2 separate regions of the Gossypium hirsutum genome follow, and region 2 is linked to region 1. A link is a contact called in public Hi-C data. All regions are on one chromosome and are shown on one strand. Each heading gives the region's core, a stretch centred on a gene start, on an enhancer-like site or on the middle of the called end of the contact. The rest is flanking DNA. Distances are from core to core; before and after follow the strand shown. Region 1 holds the start of LOC107962852. Region 2 holds the start of LOC107962851 (pathogen-associated molecular patterns-induced protein A70).

Region 1 (5,931 bases), core at 2,572-5,071:
TTTACTAGCTCCGCCATGGACAAACCTATCATTTTTGTTTTATACACTATCTGTTAAGAGAAAACAGATAGAGAGAAGTTTAATATCAGTAGGCAAACCATCCCTTTTGCATTAACTTAAAACCGAAGTAAAATATTTATTCTATAAAAAACCAAAGTAAAATTACTAGGTATTTTGGCAGTAGAATTTTTTAAAAAATAACGGGCTCTTTTAATAAATTTTTAAATTTTTTTTTTTGGATTTCACTAAATTTTAGTTTTGGGGAATGGGGACATAACATAATCTCAAGGTTTTTATTTCAGGAGGAATAAACAAAATTCCTAAAAAATTATAATTGAACAACCCAAAGAAAATCTGAAAAAAGGGCGTATTGAGTTTTGGTTGTTGAGTTGAGAGTTAGTTGTAGGTAAAGCATGATCATCTATTCATCATATTTCATGCTTCCCTTTTTCCTACCAAATTACAAGCATTTGGTATGATGTCATTTTTCTTATTGAATAAAACCGTCAAACCAATGTCTGAATTTGGTAATACGATATAAGTTGATATGGATGGTGAGACTTCATCTTCGAAGTCATTTCCCCTTACCTAAGCTACCATCCATGAAGGACAATGATCATTCAAGCCAAGGGCTTCCCTTTTACCAGTCTTAAATTGATAAAAGGCAAATAGAGTATGCAAGCCTGTATATGGACACACTTTGGTGATTATATAATAAAACAAATGTGCATTTAGAAGCATCTTGATTTGAAGTTTACTAAGCTCAATTCAAAATTGACATTCAAGATTATCCTCCAACTTCCAACATACCTGGAAAAAGAGGAGGATGAAACCGGGAAATCTTGTACCAATATTTTGAGCATGAATTTCCAAGAAAAAAAAAAAGAGAGTAACAATTCATGGTTCATATCTCAATTAGACATTTGCTACATGAAGCTCTCACTAGCATGTCCATTAAGTTCTCCACAGGCCATTACCATTGTCACAGTCACCAAATCAGTATAATTCATGTCACATTATAAGACTTGTATGGTAAAACTATGAAAAATGGGCAAAAAAAGGAGACACCATGCTAGCAAAATGTATATTATAGTATGGTCACGAATCATGATTTCACACCCAGAAACCAACTCGGTCTAAAGTGCAAATCCGGAAAGGTGGATGGTTAATGGATTCTACTTGCCTTTGTTCTTTGCGGATCCAGAGTAATGCAGAAAGCATGGGAGAAGAAATTTCATCAAGTTCTTCATCAGAACTAAATGGTAATCATGTCATTTGTTGTCAGCTCCCATGGTTCTTCGTATAAAAATTTCTCAATCACAGTGAATGCTGCCCTAGGAATGCCTTCATCCTCTTTGAATTCTTCATCAGGGACATTCTTTGATTTCACCTAATCTGTCATGACTTCCACTACCAAGTAAGAGAAAACAATAACTTTTTCTGCAAGTCATCAGCAACAAAATGTAATTTGTATAAAGATCAAATAATTTACAAGGACATCTTGAACTCGATCCATTCATTGCAGTTAAAAAAAATAAAGATGTCTTAACTGCATAGCAGTGTGAAGATTAAACAATCGACTCAAGTACTTCAAACAAACAAACAAAAAAAAGGATAGGATTCCCAATGCAAAGAAATATATAGAACCAAAATGAAACACATTGAGCCCTTGCAAACACTCGGACATTGTAATAACACTTCCAAATGCCTTAATGAAAGAAGCATTTCAGTCATTACATTTGGATTATTGGAAAACTTTGTTCATATGAAATGCTAAAAAGCATCTAAGAATTTCCATTCTGAACCTTAAAATTTGAATACCTCGGGAATCTGCAGCTCCTATGCATAAGCATAACTGTAACCAGAACAGGGGCGATTGCAGAACACAGGTGCTCCAAGGAGTGTCCACTGATAATATAATTATTTGCGCGGTATATCTTCATGTCAGCTAGAGCTTCCATTTTGGCCAGGATGAAAACTCCTGTACCAGATTGTTATCGTATTTTTAAGCAAACCAACATTCTTGAGAGCAAGGAAAGAAAATACAATATACTCCCAATGCTTTTCGAAAACAGAGAGAACGAGAGAGTATAAAATGACATAAAGATTAAAGAAGACAATCCAAAGGAAGCATATTCCATACAGCTCCTAGCATGCTAATTGTAGTAAACCACAAATTTCTAACCCTTTTTCCACATGATTATTTGCTTGAAGTGGGATTTCCATGTGAGACGGGAAAAGGAAGACAAATGACATACCTACCGTCCAAAGCCAGTATCTAGAGTGGGTATATTTAGGTGGGAACAAAAATGTCATGATCGGAATAGCAATGCACGGAATTAACTGGAATATCATGCACAACCGAAGATCATTAAATGTTCTGCAAACAATAATCGAGTCTTATTCAGCCAAAACAAATCGAAATCTGAATGACAAGCATTGACCAATTCAGTGAACAGATGAAAAGATCATCTCAAGAAAGAATCAAACCTTGCATAACTCGTGCTTAGAACAGCAAGAACTACTAGTGAAAAAAGGCAACTTAATCCAATTCTTTCTCCGAGTCTCTCGAGTATAAAAGTAGAAAAAAGAGAGGAATAAGCAATCGTCATCTGCACATATGTGAATTAATTTGATGTTATGGAGCATTTGACAGAAATATGGTAGTAAAATTCCAAAGGGGCTATGATTGTGGATGAAATAGAATGGAAACTCATCTGCAATTTCTGATTCTTTCTATGTAAAAAGACAATAAAAACACCAAATTAGAAACAAAGCAAGTGAGATTTCAACTATTTGGCATTCAGCAATGAAGCGCAAATTCGAAGAATAGACAAAAATATAATATTGAAGTTCATGGTTTCAACTACGGCAAATAGCTGTGTTAAGAACAACATTTGAATGATGGAAACAACCATCAAGAACCGAAAGCTAGAGGAACAAATAAAAAGAATATAAAGAAGTAAAGTTGCAAGGCTAACCGGCAAGGTGTCCAGAAGTACTCGATTGTCATCAGGCCTGAGATGATAATAAGCAGAACCAAAAGCCACACTAGCAGTTCCTCCATAGAAAAGCAGCCAGCCCCACATCTCTCCTGGCAATCTGCCACCAATCCACCGTCCATAAACATCAGTTAATCAGCAAATGGTCATAAATTTATCCTTTAAAAATTACAACTTAAAGAAATCTAATTTTTTTTTTAAAAAAAGGGGGCAAGAAAACAACCTTATATTGAAAAAGCTTCCTCCTCCAAGGCAAAGAACAAACCCAAGAACACCCACAATCAGAAATGGGAAATTGGTGATCACATTCAACGTGTTAGGAACTCCTATAAGCAAAACAAAGAATGAGGAAACATAAAATTTTGCAAATTTTCCCTTTTAATGTACAATTTTCTCTTCTTCTTTTTTCCACATCCCATCCCATCCCATCCCATACCTTCACTTCACTTCACTTGTTTCTTAGAAAACACGATGTAAAAGAAAGAGTTACCTACGAAGTTGCGCATGTCAGCATAGAGATGGTTCCTGTAAGAAAGTGGGATCTTTGGAGTAACCAACATGATGAAAAGCCAACAAAGCAATGCAACTCCCCATGTTCGACTTCTTCCTCTTCCTACCTGTTGATTCACCATCCAAACCATTGTTTCCTCTTTTTTTTTTCTTTTTTCTTTGAAAGAAAAACTGTCAACTTTTCCTTCTCTGTTTCCACTGTCTATGTTTGGGTTTTTTTTTTCTTATGATCTGCTCTATACTTCCGGGGAATATTTTTCTTCGGCTTTATGTTCGATTTTGCATTTGTTTTCATTCGAATTTGACGATGTTTCATATGTGTCCCCTCCCTTTATCTTCTCCCAACATGGGCTATATAGGCCCTTTTTCTTTCTGAGGCTGTTTTCAGATTACATAGACCTGTAAATAGGATCCAAAAAAAGAAAAATAAAATTTCTTTCCTTTTGTGAAGGCCCAATCTTGAATTATGGTAAATTTCTCTAAGTTGGCACATGAAGGCATGGCTTTAAGCCTCTTGCCTTTCATTTATTCACCAAACCTATCTGTGTTTAAAATTTCAATTATATTAATCTCGGGTTTAACTTTTAGACAATCTCTCTTCCTTAATCTTTTATACAAAAATAACTTCTTTTTATATCTCATTGAGTCAATCCTTACACAAATTCTCCTTTTCTTTTTGAAATTCATTGAAAACTTCCTTTACATCAACTCAAGTAGCACAGGTGGAAACAAGCATTACAAATTTGGGGAAATTTTTATACGATTCAAACCCTAAATTTGATGTTCACAGACTTAAAATCCATATGGAATCTTACCACTGCATTAGTATTTTATTCAGAACACTGTTATATTATTGATAAAATTATAACCTTGATACAAACAATCAACAATACAATCTGGTGATAAATCAAATTAACTTTCAAAATATTATCAAGTTAAAGCCTGCAGGCTTAAATCAATATTCATTTTCATTATTATATTATATTTTTGAGTGATTGTTTAATACATAAGCGATAAAATAAAAATTTTTAACTTCTCAACCGGTGTGTAGATCTTGCTACATGTCATATTCACTTATTTATTACTTTTTTAACTACAATTTAAGGACACATTCTTTCATAAAAGAAAAAAAATTAAAGACATGACAATACCTCAACTTCACTTGTGGAGTTAAAGATTTCCATCCCTGTTAGTATATCAAATAATTATTTGTATATTTTCAATTATAGATGTCTATATATAATTTGGTTTCAATTCCTCTATTATGATTAAATATTATTATTAATCCTTATACTTTATTTGACATAAATGTCATTAATTAGTCTGAATAGTCATTAATTATTCTTGTTAAATTGTTGGTGTTGATATTTTTTCTTAAAAACATTGTTAAACCAAGGCTGTCCAAGACTGATGTTTCGACTCTTGTTCAAACACTTATTCAGACAAGACCTTAGGACAACCGAAGTGATGTGAGATGTTGACATTTTTTATTTGGGCCTTCTAATAGGATTTTACCATAAGCAAATGGATCCAAAGATGTATTTGTTTCGTCTCAACCTTGTGGACCAAAATTGATGGCTTAAAGAAGAGCCGGTCGACTTGCTTACTGGATAAGGCTTATCTTATCTTTTAGCCTTGGTGATTTATGTGTTGATTTTACTTGATTTATTGGGCTCTATCTTGGGATAAGTTTTGGAGTTTACTTATTTAGGATCATTATGCTACTAAGGATGCATTTATCTCTACAAAATATAATCAGGAAGGTGGCCTCATTTGGCCATGAATAGACAACTTATTCGCATGAATGGATGCATCTTTTGGAAGTGCTTGTAACAACCTGATTTTAAGTGGTGTCAGAAAATACAGTTTCAGAACTTCATTTCTGTAAATTGAGTTTGCGAGGATGAAATATAAAGATTAATGAAGTTGTGATGAAAAAAAATTGAAGATTGATTAAGTAATTTAACAGAGAAAATAGTTAATTAAAGCTCAAAGACTAAATTATAAAAGTCCAATCGCTATCAAGTTTTAATTTAAAAAATACTTGATTACCTAGTTAGAAATAATCCAAAGACAGAGGATGCCACGACACACCCCTGAAGCTGAGCTTGAGCCAAGCAATCTGACTTTAATGTCACAACATAGAGAGCAATGGATGTCGCGACACCAGCCTTGTACGTAAAGCATTAACGAGTTGAGGGCATTTTGGTTCGCACAATGAAATTTAATGTAAAAACGTCAGCCGAACTAGGGCTAGGGACGAGACCAACCCTAATATTATAAATAGGGTTGATCAAACACTTGAAAAACATCTTTTTTGTAACTTAGAATTTTCTTTTCAATTTAGTTCTCAGTTTTGAGTTTCTTTTGTACTTAGGATTTCTTTTCAGTTTATTTTTGTTATGCAAAGAATCTGACT
Region 2 (5,931 bases), core at 1,697-4,196, 240 kb after region 1:
AGTTATTCAATTCAACTTGAATAAGTAGTTCGAGTTTCAAGTTAGAGTTGAATTAAATTTTACAAATTGAGCAACTCAAATATTTCGAATAATCGTTTAATATAAATACTCATTAAGTCCTTGTCAATTTTTAAAAATGAAAAAATTGCTCTCTCAACAAAAAAAAATACAAAAAAAAGAAACTTAAAATAATTTTGAAATTCAAATTATTTATAAAATTATAATTTTTTTTAAAAAATCTAACAAATATATAAAAAATAATAATTTTCTAAAATAATAATTTTTGGGACCTAAATAATTTAATTTATAAATTAAATTTATCATATTAAAGTATTTTATTTTATTTTTTATTTTACTTTGAAAATAATTTCAAATATATATAATTTTAAATTTATATTCTCCATAAAATTAATTATATTATAACAAAAAATTAATTCAAGATATTTTTTTAATTTACCTCAAATAATTTTATTTAAATTAATTCAAATTTTATTTCAATTCAATTACCTGTTAAATTTCACTCCATCAAACGTCAAATTGATAGGCGGGAATGGCAACTCCAAACTCTTACTATCCCCCATACATCATTTACATGCACATTAAATTTGGGTGTAAATGCATAGTAGCCAAACATAATCTCCCACGTGCATCACAGCCAAGCACCTGACAGTGCGACAGATGGAGATCGCCATTTTATGTGGACAAACAAATTTAAAAGGAAAATATTTGACAAATCTAATAAAAAATATTTCACACATTAAAATTTTTAAACTCCACAAATGATATTAAAAATAAACAAATATTATATAAAATATTTTATCCTAGCCAGGCGCGGGTATAGTCCCGGCCATCTCTAAAATTAAAATTTTTTTAACTCCCTTTAAAACTTATAAAAATTTAAATTAATAAAAATAAAATTATATTTTAATCTCTCTAAAAATAATAAAAATTTAATTTTATCTTTTAAAAATTATAAAAATATACAATTTAATTTAAACAATTACACTTAAATTCAGACTTCGCCACTACTTATAAAATAAAAATATAAGATTAATGTACCTAATACTCAGTAAATAAATTCATATATATTTGTACCAAATTACCCCATCTCTCCCTTCAATTTCAATCCCACCATCGTTCCTCTTCTGTTCTGTCCCTTTCAATCCAAAACAAAACGTGGGGTCTTTGTAAGCATGGCCTGCCCTCTCCTCCTGTAAAACAGGCCAATACCCTCTTTACACAGTTTTTCTCCACTTCCAGACTTGGAACCTACAGGTTTCCACAGTCTTGTCTGAAAAAACAACTAAGGGTCCATTGCATGGCATGCCCTTCTACAACATTTTTCTTGTACCCACTTTAACTCTTAGTAGATAACAGCTAAAAACTAATGCTAGTAATGGCAATGGTGACAATCATATGATTCATGAACCAGGAAACAGTACTAATTGGGACATTAATGGATATAAATGCCTAGAGAACAACCAAATAACACAACTGATAAACCCCATTCAAAGGAAACTTAAAATAAAAAATAAAAAAACCAGAAAATGAAATGAAAGTGCCATATTTTTTTTCCTGAACACAAAGTTCCAACAGATGTAAACAATACCAGTAGTAGATCTACACCAATAATTAAACCCTGAAATTAACCCCCCCCCAAAAAAAAAGATTGAAAATGTAAAGCTTTTCACCTACCACTCCCTCTATTGATCATCTCCTTGTACCTAATGATGGAATCAAGCTTTTGCAGTTTCAGCTGGTGCTTGAACTTGTTGATGAAATCATCAGCTTTGGCATCCACCTCATCGTCTTCTTCCTCCGTAGCTTTCTCTTTCCCTTCTCTCACGGTGGCCGGCCGTCGATTTTCCACGATATCTCCTTCCTCGAAATGTTGAAAAGCAGACTTTACACTTGCAGATTTCTTCATCTTCCTCGGAAGCTTAGTTGGTACCTCACCAGATGCTGGTTTAGTATCAGATTTGGTCCTCGCAACATGATTTCCCTCCTTCAGTTGACTGTATACTTCATCAAGCGTTTTTCCTTCACCTTGGGTTCCCTCCCTTTCATCTTGTTTTTCAGGCTCTTGCACCTTTTCATCATGTCCCTCACCCTGAGCTACCTCTGGAGGATAATGGGGGTAACTCTCATGGCTTTTGGTCTGCTCTGGGGAGAAGTAACCGTAGAGGTTAATGGACTTTAGCCTTTGCAAAACAGAAGGGGATCTCTCAAAGGAAGGCTGGCGCTGTTGTTGAGGGGTTTGTTGTTGAAAAGAGAAATGGAAATCACCCACATCAGAGACACTTTCATAGGCAGTGGTAGCACTAGCAACAACAGGTTCTTGAGATCTGTAAGCAGACAAGTTGATAGATTTCAGCCTCTGCAACATAGATGGAGATCTAACAAACTTTGGGTTTGTTTCATCATCTGGGTGGTACTGCCTTTGTGCGTCACTACTAGGCTTGCTGGAACTCAAAGTGGAAGTGAAATAGATGGTACCTATTGTAAGGTTAAGGAAGACAAAGAACACAGTTGGGGTAAACCAGCTTAAAATGGAAGACCATAGGGAATATGGTACTGTTGACATTGGTTCTTCCAACGTGGCTTTGGATGTGTCTGGTTAGGGACTAAAATGAGAAGAGAAAGACAAGGGGTAATGGGAAAAGAAATGGTGGAAGGTAAAGTGGTGGAGGGTTGTGTTTAAGGGCGGGCCAACTGTTTATGAAATTTTTATGGGGGATTTTCTCTAGGATATTTGAGTTTGGATACTTGTCAAGATCTCCATTTTTTGTGTTGATGTATAATAAAGAAAGGGTTATATATATATATATAATTTTTTAAAGTTTTTAGTGTGAAGATTTTGAAAAGGCATGTGCTGGGGAGAGTGAATAGATTTTGTGAGAAACAGACAAAAGAGAAGGGAGAGATTGGCTTGGCTTTTATGGAAGCCAGAGCAAATATGAGGGTGTAGGGCTATCTTTCATTAAAGGAGGGCTGAGTGGCTGACAGTGTATCGCATTTAGGGTTTTGATATAATGGTATTTGATGTTAAGTGTTATGTTTTACTTTCATAAACTTTTTTAAGGATTAATTGTACTATACATTTTTAATGTATAGCTCAAAATTTTTAATAATTACTATCAATCAAGAATTTTTGTCAATCTAGCTATTATTTTATGTATCAAATTCTATTTTCGTAATATTTTTCGCTCGTTTTCACCATCAATACAATGATAGATGTTATTATAATATTTTTAAGTTTAACTTTCTTTTCCTTTTATGAAAATGTTTATTTTATTTTATATTAATATTCTTTAAATCAAATTAATCAAGTTTTAAAAAAAACATAAATGCATTTAAACCTCATCATAAATTAATTTCAAACTTCATTTAAACTTAAATACATGGCATAAACTCATTCAAGTAACATAACGAAATAAAACTTAATTAATAACATCAAAATAACTTGAATTTCAACTATTTTTTTTATAAATATCATATTCAAATTAAGTCTTTATGTACATGTCAAAGTCCTTATGCAATAACAATTAATATAAATACATTACAACTTCAATGAAAGGTGATGTGAAATTCAAATCTTATACTTCTCATTGGCGCGTTTTAAACCACTAATGCATGAGCCTAACAACTTAGTATGTAATCAAGGATAAGCTTATTTATCTTATACTAATATAAATGTTAAGTCCCTTATTAAGAATTTTTCAAGTTCATTTCCATCATACTAAGCCATTTTAACAGATTCGGTTTTGATTACTGATTATAGAGTTCAATTTACTGGTTATTGGTTCTTTAACAATTCGTATTGAGAATTCATGTTCAAGATTATTATCAAGGTTACCAATATTGTTCAATCTAAGTTCATAGCCTTTTTAACTTAACTTTCTAGTTTATTCACATGTGTGTTCCACTTATGGCTATAAATTCTTTATGTAAGGCATATCTTCCCTCATTTGTTTCCTTATTAGGGGTATACCAATACATAATTTTTAAGCACAATTTCATGTCTTATGGCTACAGGATGACCTTATCATAAAAACATAGCCTTTTAACTTGTTAATCCTTTAAAAAAATATACTTTAGAGTACATTTAAATTTTATAATCATAAGAACATCTTATTATCAATATTTTTATTCAAATGGCCCATAATAATATAAGGAAATGACTTGGATACATGGGACTTCCTCCAAAACACACCAAAGAGCACATAGTGCTAGGTACCAAATCAAATCCCTTCAAAACACACCAATGGGGACCAAAGTGCCAAGCCGCCAAACACACCAAAGAGCACCTAAGTGCTAAGCCCGAAGGCGTTAAAATATGCATGTGACTGCATAACCTAAAGGCAGCAGAGAGTGTGTGTAATATGTGCAAAGATTGAAGGCAACAAAACTCCAAGTATGACATTCTAAGTACACATAAATCCATACTAGTGTAACACACCTAACCCGTATCTGTCGTCAGGAAAGGGTTACGAGGTATTACTAAACGAAAACACAATTTTCGGACATTCATGGATACACATAGAAATTTAATCATTTTAATTCATCACATTTGGACCTATACTAAATCAAATCAATTATAATAGGTTATATAGATATATTAAAAACCAAGTTACTATTCATAAGGTCATTTTCCTAAAGTTTAGCCGAACATATATAACATGCTAACCACGTATGTCTTATTTAAAGTCAACTTTCATTCTTCTTTATTACTATATACACATATAACACTTCTAATAAACAAGCATTACTTCAATTATCATATATTCAATCAATCTACGAATAATTTCAAAACATAATTATTTAATCAAATATACCAAAATGTATATGCCAACATCATGACAAAAATTACAATTACATAACCTATTTACTTGTTCATCTACTCGACTATCAAAATCAAACATTTTAATCATACCAATTCCACCATAAATTTTAAGTTAAACTTACCATATAATATTCGTATACACATATGTCAACTTGTCACATAAATATCAAACCACCAACGTACATGTTATATGCATACATATCTAATTTATCTATCGTTAACTGAATACACATACATATCATTTACCAATTCTAAACAAAGCTTATAAGACAAATTATATGTCAAATTTTATGTCAAAAATAAACCACACCAAATAACCAAATGCATAATATAGTAAAGCCATTTCATAGCCTATTAAAAACATGTAATACATATAACATATTATTCCATTTTCAAATGTAATTGCCGAACATATCCATACTTGATATCATGCATATCACACACATATTTTATAAATCAAAACACAAATCTTACATACCATATAATAGACATATCAAAATAAATTTCTACCATGTTCGAACATAACCAATATCATTTAATGCCAATTTACATAATAACACCTTAATCAATATATCAACCAAATTCACATATACTTTTAGCTATGCATAACCATAGCTGAATCAACCACAATTTCACTTTAAACCAAATATATCATACGCATATACTTTGGCATAACTTCATTACCATTATCATATATATATACCATGATTCACATATAAATACATTTTGACCGGAACATCAAAACCAGAACCAAACATACTCATAAGTTGTTCAAAACTTGAAACCAATTCTAACAAAACAAACAAGCCATTTTCTTCTGGCTTATATATATACATAAACCAAAAATCCAGCATTTCAAAATATAATCTAACCTATACATGCCATAGTTTCAAAAATTTAGCTTATAAAATACCAAAGACAGTCGATAGTGTGATCGACTTTGCTGACGATCCCCGAGCTCGTAACTAGATCTCGAAATCTATAAAATAGAGGTAAACATAACACATAGTAAGCTATTTAAGCTTAGTAAGTCATAAGCAAATAAGCAATTCAATGACATAATCAACTCACTTAACCAAACCAAATTA

The links. A called contact is a pair of places that touch in the nucleus more often than the background predicts.
Region 2: a contact with region 1 is called in a Hi-C map of leaf, with 4 times the contacts expected there. The contact joins the promoter of LOC107962851 here to the promoter of LOC107962852 in region 1. A contact is called at or near these places in 5 of 34 Hi-C or Micro-C datasets (hypocotyl, leaf and petal).

Annotation. Positions count from the first base shown.
Region 1 is chrA06:29,867,391-29,873,321 of Gossypium_hirsutum_v2.1, forward strand. LOC107962852 reads right to left here and starts at 3,822. Exons shown (of 7, transcript XM_016899396.2): 1 at 3,493-3,822; 2 at 3,226-3,328; 3 at 2,982-3,102; 4 at 2,491-2,612; 5 at 2,259-2,380; 6 at 1,822-1,981; 7 at 708-1,410. The coding sequence starts at 3,643. The coding sequence ends at 1,368.
Region 2 is chrA06:30,107,959-30,113,889 of Gossypium_hirsutum_v2.1, forward strand. LOC107962851 (pathogen-associated molecular patterns-induced protein A70) reads right to left here and starts at 2,947. Exons shown (of 1, transcript XM_016899394.2): 1 at 1,549-2,947. The coding sequence starts at 2,584. The coding sequence ends at 1,688.